2 separate regions of the Mus musculus genome follow, and region 1 is linked to region 2. The links are chromatin contacts, called in public ChIA-PET maps. All regions are on one chromosome and are shown on one strand. The core of a region is the stretch at or near the end of the contact, and the rest is flanking DNA. Distances in the headings are between cores, read along the strand shown. Region 1 has its middle 57 kb from the start of Pde4d. Region 2 has its middle 11 kb from the start of Gm32450.

Region 1 (4,941 bases), core at 784-3,283, 170 kb after region 2:
AGCTGATAGAAAATGAAATTAATCTTCATTAAAAAGGCTGCTAATAGAAAACTGAGAGTATTAAGCATCCAGGAATAAAGTGAAGACTGGTAATCATAATGTTGCTATTTTGGGAGTTTTCTATTAAGCTCTTATACGATAATATATCCTGAAGTCTAATCATAAATTTTGCCTGGAGTTCAGAAATGTGGCAGCTGTATTGAGGCACGTTTACAGAAAAATCATGATCTCAAATTGAATTTGCTGGAGACTATATATCAATTTGCCACCAGGACAGACAGTACTCTAAACCCTGGACTCTGCCCATTACTCACTGTAGATGTGTCTGTCATCTCAAACAGAGCAGAGTTGTGACTGCTATAAATAAATAGTGTATTGGGGATTTCTAGTTGAGATATAAAAAACAATGGTAGGAGTTGAGATAGCAGATATAGTTACCACAGGCTCTGCTATTTCCTCTTAGCTTTAAAAATAATAGACATGCTGAACTGGATGGGGGAAAGACCAGGAGGCCTCGACCCCATACAAAAATTAAGGAATGATGATAGTGGGAGAAATAGTTTTCCCTGGGGAAGAAAACACCAATTACCACTCCAATATTAAAATATCAGCCCTGAAAAACATACATACATGTAACATTATACAGACTGAGCAGGTTATAATTAGGAATATATATATAGGCTTGTTGCTTAGGCACACTCAAATGCTATAGGATAGCTTGTTATTTCATCATGACCTGCAATCACTTAGATGATTATATTTTCTGAGTTTCTGATTAGAATTTCCACTGGTAGGAATTTTTAAAATTATTACATTTTAATTCCTACAACACTCTTACTATCTAATGATTATCATTTCTTAATTTCTGATCACAGATTATTGAATTTTGGCATCTTATACAAGAACACAAAAGAGAATGTTCTAGAAAGATGCAGGTCAAAATAAGATAGTCAGCCATCCTAAAGCTTGTGAGTTTGTTTAAACAAGCCATATGAATATATATATATATATATATATATATATGTGTGTGTGTGTGTGTGTGTGTGTGTGTGTGTATGTTTGTATAATATATTAATATATTAAGGAATACACACACACACATGCATGCATGCATGTAACAGCAAATAATGAAATAAAGAGGCCATGAATTTTAAAGGGAACAAGGAGGAGTATATGAGAATGTTGGGGGGGGGAGTGAAGGGAAAAATGATGTTATTGTATTATAATCTAAACGCTAAGATAAACAATAACACATTACTTACACGCATGTAACTCTCTTGTTAATCATTTTTTTGTCAACCTGGCCAGACTCAGAATCACTTATGTGGCATATCTCTGAGCCTGTCTGTGAGGATGTTTCCCAGGAGGCTAAACTGAGGAGGAGAGCAAACAAAGAAGCATAAAACAGCAACTAGTTGGGAAGGCATCAGAAAAGCCTGATGGGTGGCAGCACTTGTGGATGCTGCTTCCTGATTCGCTGAGCTGTGAGAGAGTCCTTCCCTCCATGCAGCTGTAGGTCACTCCTGCTGAGATGCCTTCTTTGCAACCTTGGATTCTATCCTGGAACCAGTCTCCCAGATAAACCTTCCCTCCTTCAAGTTACTATTTTGTTGGTGATTTTGTCACAGCAAGGAGAAAACACCAATTGCCACTTCAATACTAAAATATCAGCCCTGAAAAAAAATACATACATGTAACATTATACAGACTGAGCATGTTATAATTAGGAATATATATTCCTCAATATTTAATATATAGCAAATAATATATATGACTTGTTGCTAACAAACAACAGAGCGAGTTTTAAAAAGAAGAGATGAGACAGATAGCCCCGACTCACTGTTAGAAGTGGCATACATTTAGAAAGGGTATGCTTACCAATTATGGTAAAAAAAAAAAATCTTACTTTGTTGTTATTTCGATTTAGCAAGGCATATCTTTTTTTTTTTTTTTTAGTTGATGGCAATGCAACTTTTGGTATCAATTCAGGCTAAATTCAAAAGTTATGAAACTCAAGTGTTGGGAAGAACAGGAAGCCTCATACTGTGTCGTTGCTACTGTGACAATAAAGACAGGATGTGGCAGAACTGCTGGGTGGGGGTCTAACTTGCTTTTTAATCTGGTTTCTAGACTTTTTCTCTTTTGTGTTCTTGAAGTAGACACTTCACTTCACTAATCTGTGTTTAAAGAGAATTTGGAATGGTAATCATTAGCTAGTAGGCGTTTTAGGAATTAAAAATTAACAATTAAAAAAATTTCTACCATTGGATTTTCTAATCAGAAACCCTGCAAACATAATCATCTAAGTGGATGCAGGCCATGAGGAAGTAAGAAGCCATCCTATAACATTTAAGGTCGTTTAAGCTGTCTTTTTCTTGGTACTCTTATTAGATACAATGAAGTGCTTCACTAGATGTTGTCTGGGTATAGTAGTCAGTACTATGTGAATAGTTTAAGGAGTCCTGGGATGAAATGGTGACCTCATTGTCCCTAACAGGGCCAGAATCTCTACCCTAGTGAGAGTTTGAGAATTCCTCAAACTAAAAGCTATGTAACACAGGTTATTTCTAGCAGGGGGAGAGTTATGTGGGTGAGGAGAAGTAGCTTAAGGACAAAGTTTATCAACAGTGAGAGCTATGAGGTGGCAGGCAGGTTTTCTTGAAGAGGGTGAAGGGCTTGTCAGGTGGCCTCATCATTGTAGTTCCATCATTGTGGGACCCAGGGTGGGAGGCCTCATCCCTGCTCTCGTTCCTTCTTCTGTCAGATGGCTGTCTTAGGGCGTATAATGATGTGGCGGGGTGGGGGGTTTATTTCAGGGTATAGTTATAGTTATAGTTCATCATGAATGGAAGTCAGAGCAGAAATTTAAGACATGAATCAGGAGGCAGGAATTGAAATGGAGCCATCAAAGGATGCTGTTTACTGGCTTGCTCCTATGACATGTTCAGCCAGTTTTCTCATACAATGGTAGACCATTTTTTTGCTCAGGGATGGCACCACTCATAGTGAGATGCCCTGCCCCCTGTTCCCTTATCAAACATTAACCAAGACAGTACCCCACAGGCTTATCTACAGACAAGTCTATGAAGGCATTGTCTCAGTTATGATTTCCTCTTTACAGATAGGTCTATGTTTGAGTCAAGTTGAGAGAAACCAACCATCACAATGGTCCAACAAGTGTCACAGTCTTGTTCCTCTTTTTTGTTCTCTGGTCCTCTATGGTCATTCATACATGAGCTGAAAAGGTTAGAAATAGGTAGGGAGAGGACGTACGTGTCAAAAACTTGACCTAGGGTCTCACAGGAGCCTCTGCCTCATGGGAGTTAAGAGACTATCAAGAAACCTAGTTATCATTTACTCTGTCCTCCACCAATTGATTTTCTTGTGATTCATTCTTTTAGAACTGTGTTGCCTACTATGGTGGCTACCAGCTACATGTAATTATTCCCATTTATTAGATTGATTAATTAAATAAACCTAGTTCTTCTCTCCGAACATTATGTCAGATGCCTGCTTGCCCACATGTGGTAGTACTTCTCAGCATGTCAAGAGCTGACCCAGGAAGATCATCCCAGCAATCAAGGCCCATGTGTTGCAAGCTCGTCTCTGGAAACCCCATCTTCCTTGTCATCAGTGACCTGGCCTCAGGGGACCTTTATATTTAAGTAGAGTGATGTAGTCCTAGCAGAAAGTTTTGAGTTTTTAATTGCACCCAGGTTAATAAACTCATTGTTCCAATGAAAATAATGGTTTCCCAGCATTCCATTCTGATGAGTTCTTAGTCATGCAGTGAATATGGTTTCATTAAACACCACCCACTCACTGTGTACTTGTTACATGAGGAATGAATGCGACTCTGTCTCTAGATAAATGAATAAGATGGAGACGGGAGGGGGAGAAGAACAGGGGGGAGAGAGAAAAAAAACCCTAACAAAACAAAACAGCTTGATTAAACTGCAAGAAGAAAATGTCTATCTTTTATTCCTACTTGGAAGACTGTAGACAGTTTAAATGACCAGACCTTGATGAAATTCTCTGCCATTAATATACTAATATTACCATTTATTGCAATTTACAAGCCAGAGAATCATTGGATTCCAAACTAAACAAAGGCTTTATAGAAATACTGTGTCCTGTTCAACCTTAAAAAGAGTTTATAAAAAAGGTATGTCCTTCTCAGCCTTAAAACGAGACGGCTTTTGCTGTATGCCAAGCGTTGTGTTGACTGCTTTGCCTTCTTTTCCTTGTTGGAGTTTCACAACGCTCTCCAGTAAGGGCCAGCTGTGCACCTGCTGGAGAGGGGGAGCCTGGAGCAGTGCCAAGGCCGGGCACTGAAGCTGAGCAGATTAGACTCAAATCCCATTTCCTCTACTTACTAGCTTCAAGAGGGAAAGGATTTGCTTGACTTTGGTTAGCCCCAGTCTTCTTACATGTAAAACAGAGAACACAGTTTCCACCTCATGGGATTATGGCAAGGAGCAAGACGTTTAGAGCAAAGTGCTAAGTGTGCTACCTGGTATGCAGAGTGTGATTAAGGAAAGAGGAATCCTTCCACCATCAGTGTCACTCACCCTGCCTCATACATATCCTCAGCAAGTATTTGCTAAGTAGATGGCTGGCTGGAAGAATGTCACCCATTCTTTCCATCATTGACTCAGCATTCTCTGGGAGTGTAGGTGGGATGATGTGGGGGAGGCTGAGACTCATTCAACCTCAAATATCTTCTCCCTGGACCTGGCTGCTGTTTACAAATCAAGCATTACTCATTCTTTTCAGCTCAAGCCCCCCCCCCTTTAAATTAGATATTTTCTTCATTTACATTTCAAATCCTAATTTCCTCTCTGAAAATCCTCTATACCCTCCCGCTCCTCCTGCTCCCCAACCCACTCACTCCCACTTCCTGGCCCTGGCATTCCCCTATACTGGGGCATAGAATCTTCA
Region 2 (5,240 bases), core at 1,809-4,308:
AACCCTACATTATTTAAAATTTAAAAAAGCAAACTTAAAACTGACAAAGCGAATGTCTGGCCCCATTTTGCTAAGGGACTAATGTTTCTGAGCTCTGGGGGGAACTTGTTTCTGCTGACACTATGTCGGCAGTGAACTGAGGGAAACACAGGGGACGAATTTTTCTTCATTTTCTTCTGTACATACGTGCAGGAATAAGACAGGGGAAAATGCAAAACAAATGTAGTCGTCCTCATCTCAGGATAATTGGTGATAAAGTATGAGTACATCTTATTTTCATTCTATCAAGCCACTTTCTAATTGGGTGTCCTTGGGCTCAGCTCTCACTTCTTTGCTTTTTTCCTTGTTAATGTCCTCATTCTACTGGCGGGGCCAGTCTACCCAGGAGAGCGATCAAAGGCACCAGCAAGTATAGCTTAGCGTTATCAGCTCATTACATTTTTTCCCCCTTTTTTGTCATTCTGTGCTGTGTGCTGGGAAGTGCTGATTTTGGACCAGTTTTGCAAATATAGATCTCTTCTTCTGCGAGAGCCCTGAACTTCTGTCTTTTATAATTAGTCTCCTGCTTTGGTCAGAGCCACTAAAACTCTGTATAAATTGCCAGTGCTTGAGGATGTGACAAGCAGAGTATCTGCCCTTGGGAGCTTCCACAGTGGCTTCCGAATTGCTTTAGTTTACCAGAATCACCTAGACTCGTTAAAACACAAGACACAGAGCGCCTCTTCTGCTAGGGTCAGAGTCAGGAGGTCTGAGGAGTACCCTTGGCAATCTGCATGTTCAACCATTCCACATGTTAGGATTTGGGTCTGAAATGGCCTCTCACAGCTTCGGCGTTGGAGGCTTGCTCCTCCCTGCAGCCATGTTGGGGTAGGAGCAGTATTTTGGGAGGTGATTGGCCATGTTGAACCTGACCATACAGATGTGTTGAGACATGGCCCAAGGATGGAGTCATATGAGGTGCATTCTGAGTGCTTGGGAGAAAACTCCAAGGTTGGGGTGGAGGTGGGGGCAGATAAGAGTCTTGCAACCTCAGTGTCTTCAAAACACAGAAGTGGTCTAGGGATGTGTCTTTGTGCTCCTCCCAGGTGTAGTGGATAGGAGGGAGTTGACTTCAGATTCCTCAGTGCAACTGGTTATTTTTCTTATCAGTTTATGCGCCTCTGTGGAAAGATAGGTCTTGGCCACCTGCTGCTTGTCCTTTTGATTGGACATCTCACTCAGGTGGTTCTGCTTAACACCTCAGAGTGTAAATTGTCTAAGGCTCTTAGTTAAGTTGACCATTGCATGGGACTCTAGTTAGCATCACCTTTAGGCTCCGTTCTCCCAGGTCCCACCACCTCCAGAGTGGTAAACACAAATGCATTCGGCTTTGTTTTGTTTTGTTTTGTTTTGTTTTTCTGGCCCTTTGGGATGTGGTGGGGACTCTGGGAGATGGGGTCTAGCTGGAGGGTACTTACTCTTAAATTGTGTATGATGTTTCCTAGCTCTCCTGCCCACTTCCAGGATATTCTGCCTGGCCACAGGCTCAGAAACACCTGCCAAAGAGTGTACAGAAGTCTCTGAAGCTATGGGGGAAGCAGGAATAAAGGTTTCCTCCAAGTTGACTCTTAGGCAGGTATTTTGTTTCGCCAATCCAAAGCCTACTAACATGCTAGGTGATGCAGAAGTTGCTAGTCTGGGAATGTACCCAGGGATCCTCTGCTTAGAGAGCTGTCCAGGGATTTAGGCTTCAAAGAGGCATGTAAAAAAAGAAAAACAAAAAAACAAAAAACCCCTCAAACAAACAACAACAACAACAAAACAGGAAAAAAAGGAGAAAGCAGAGCAGAATTAATACTGGTTAAATATAATAATAGGATACATTATTTTTTGTTTATGAAGTGTTAAAAGTCACCTAGAATCTCATTAGTAACTATAAGATTTTATTTTCAAAGTAGTTTTTTATGATCCTACTCAATGAAGTTTAACAAAATTTCCCCCTTTGTGCAAAATAGCAATCTAACAGCTTTTGTTAACTATAATATTGATCTTCACAGAAATTGTAAGCAATTCTTTTCAGATGAGGGAGAGGGAGAGAGAGAGATTTTAAAGTAGAAAAGATGTAGGTTTCAGAAACATTTCTAAGGCCGTTGCAATAACAAGATGACTTCACTGTTGAACACCAAGTCTAAAGCAGGCTTTGCTTACATTTTAGATTGTCTTGTATAAATGGTCAGAGCTGCTCTTATTAAGACCATACCCTTCAGGATATGGGCAGCTGTTTAGACTAAGGCCCAAGAGCTTGGCTTAAGGAGTTCATTTTGGACGTGTGTCTCAGCTCTGTCACTTAGGCAAATTATTCATCCACTGTGGAGAACCAGTGTTAGGCTTCACTTGTGCCTCTGTTCAAAATTTATTCCGGTGTCTTTATTTCCTGTGTTCTCTTTTCTTCCATACTAATTGGCTAGTTTTATGCACTATAAGGTAAATGCCTCACTCTTATTTAAGGTTTTGTGTTGTCTAATTTGTCTATCAGGCTACACATGGTCCTCTCAGGACAGCATTAGGGCCGGCAGCAAACTTGTTGTGCGTTCTCCTGAGGCATCAGCTTGAAACATATTCTGTTCCTCTTTTGTTAACTTTTAGCCTGTGGGTTTTATGGAGGTTTAATAATTTTGACAGGTGAGAGCTAATGTTTTCAGGGCTCCCATTCTTTCTTGCCTTTCTCATTTCCTCTCCTCTCTTGTCATCTTGTCGTGGTGCTGGGGACAATGCGCACACTCGGCAAATGCTTTATTTATCATGGATCCATTCTCTTAACCCACTTCAGATTCTTGATCTTTCAAACAAAAGAGTGAATGGCAAGACTAAATAAGCTAACGCAAGCAAGTGCCTAGGCAACTCTAGCAGAATCTGATAATCATACCTATTGGTATTTCCTTTTCATTTAGCCAGGGATCAAAAAGGTAAGAACAAAGAAACAAAAAAACAAAGACAAAAAACCCCAAACTAACCCACATAGCTTCCTTTCATGGGCAATAGTGTAGTCTGGGAAGGGACCATTTCCGTGCTCAGCTGTCATGGGGCCTTAGTAAATGTGTAAGTTCTCACCTTACTGCTGTGGCCTGTGGCCGTCTTCAGACTTACGTATTCTTTCTTTATTTCAGGGTTTATTTTTCTGCTGCAACAGAAGCGCAGCAGCAGCCATGAGAAAGTTTGACTTTAGTTTTTATTTAAAGGACTTTGTGTCCTACAGTTTCAGACAGTCAGCTTTACTTCTTATTTTAAAACAAGAAGCACGCCTCTGTGTACATTATGTGTACAGCGACTGAAGTGATTTTTTTTTTTAACCTTATGAAGCTTTGATAATGCTGCCTCGGTATTGTGTTTTATTGGAGACATAATAGAATGATATTTCCTGATGAAATATGACTGTTGTTTTGATTAAAAATATTTTTAACATGCTAATTGAGTCATTCAAATGGTTCACAGTGACACTTTCTCACCTGGTCTCCACAAAGCCAGAGGAAGTAATATATAGCAGATGGGGCTGGGCACAGAGACTGCAAGGGTGCTGCTTCCAGCACAGGGACTGCAAGGGTGTTGCATGGGAGGTTTGGGGGAAGATGCTTAGTGGAGGAATGTGCATTCTAAAGTTCTGTTTTAACCAGATTCTCTCATCGTATTTCACTGTCACTTGCAGAGTTACCTGGGCTGGTTGCGTGGGAAGCCAGGGCTAAGAACCACTGAGGAGTTCATCTAGGATATTCCATTCTCCCATCTCCCACTCGGACACCCTCTCCCTCACTATTCTTTATCTTCTGTGGCCGTTTGAAAGGATGCCAGGCTTGAGCTGCAAGATTCTTTGGAAATTCCTCAAGAAGTTAACTATATTTTCCTGTTATATGTCCAAACAAACCGAAAACAGGAACTCAGACACAAACCTGCACATGAAATGATTATAGTATTTACCCTGTCCAAAAAAAAAAAAAAAAAAAAAAAAACCCAAACCATTCGCACAATACCAAGAAACCAGCAGAAGCTTCAAAACATCAAAACTCGTTGCTTCTGTTACAATGGGAGCTCAGAACGGGACGTTGAAACAATGAAGTCAGGGGCAAGGATCAAGATCACTAAGGTCTATCACAATAAACTTGAAGACAGAGGCAGGCTTTTATGAGGAACAAAAACTTTCTCTAACAGGACATGAAAGAAAAACAGAACAAAGAAAGAAAATGCAGCCTTTAAAGGAAAAGATACAGGCAACCAATGGCCGATGTATTCTCCAGGCATGACCCACCCCCACCAAAGATGAGTCAATCTAAAGGGGTCAGCCTTGAACACGTGTACATAAGAGCAACACGAAATGTACTCAGCAGTGTGTGTGAGTGTTGTACATATGTATATATTTCTACCAATAATTAAGTGGTCATGACTTTGAGAGAGAGAGTGGGGACATGGAAGGAGTTGGAGGGGGATGAGGGAAGGTTGAGAATAATGTAAATATAATACTTTGAAAGAAATACTAGAAAATTACATTTAAAAATTCTATAAATGTTACCTGAAAACAAACATTTTGAGACTCATTACCCCACAAAGGAGCCTATATTCCACATATAACAATAAAGTCATATTCATTTTTATCTTACAAATATGACAGAGAATAGAAAACTTGATTTGTGCAGTCAACAGAAAAGCCATAAGGCCAGTCATAGCTGAATTCCAACCAAGTCATTTATTTCAATAATTACTGGCGTTGTTTGTTAGAACTTGTGTTGAGGTTATTTTCATTAAATGATGTTGAATGACTTCTCCACAGTCATGACCCTATAGTATTTACTGAGGATCAAGTAGAACATACAACAAACACTAGAAAGGCTTTCTAATTAGCTCTTTTAGAGAAAAATGTCATTGTCATTTGACATGGTGATTAAAGAGTATTCAGCTACAATTCCAGGGAGGGAAGCGTCTAGACTGTGCCCAGCAGCTAATCAACAAGAACTGTTTTGTTGTTTCTTAGTTTCGTTTTAAGTGGCTGTGGTCTGTCTTACCTTCTGGGAGTGCATCTTCTTGAAAGTCTTTGAATTTAAAACAGTATTCATGCATCTATTATTTTATATCTATATCTAATAGTATCTAAAGTGTCTATCTGTAACAAATATTCTATATATACATTTATAGTAATATATTTAAATATATTAGAATTTATTGTATTCATTTAAGACAATTTATATTTTATACTATTCATATGAAAGCCAACG

What was found. ChIA-PET counts read pairs in DNA pulled down with a chosen protein or histone mark.
Region 1: an RNA polymerase II ChIA-PET map of effector CD8 T cells shows a contact between it and region 2, with 22 read pairs. The contact joins two enhancer-like sites. A contact is called at or near these places in 1 of 15 datasets of contacts at CTCF or cohesin (CD8 T cells) and 2 of 115 datasets of contacts at active chromatin or transcription factors (effector CD8 T cells and memory CD8 T cells).

The regions. Positions count from the first base shown.
Region 1 is chr13:108,595,083-108,600,023 of GRCm38.p6, forward strand. No RefSeq gene overlaps it. Among named protein-coding and RNA genes, the nearest start is that of Pde4d, 57 kb to the right of the region's middle. Within about 2 kb of position 2,034, at least 30 of the 459 cell types and tissues checked have an H3K27ac peak or open chromatin away from gene starts, as enhancers often do. A contact at or near this core is called in CD8 T cells, effector CD8 T cells and memory CD8 T cells, where this site is marked.
Region 2 is chr13:108,423,488-108,428,727 of GRCm38.p6, forward strand. No RefSeq gene overlaps it. Among named protein-coding and RNA genes, the nearest start is that of Gm32450, 11 kb to the right of the region's middle. Within about 2 kb of position 3,059, at least 15 of the 459 cell types and tissues checked have an H3K27ac peak or open chromatin away from gene starts, as enhancers often do. A contact at or near this core is called in CD8 T cells, effector CD8 T cells and memory CD8 T cells, where this site is marked.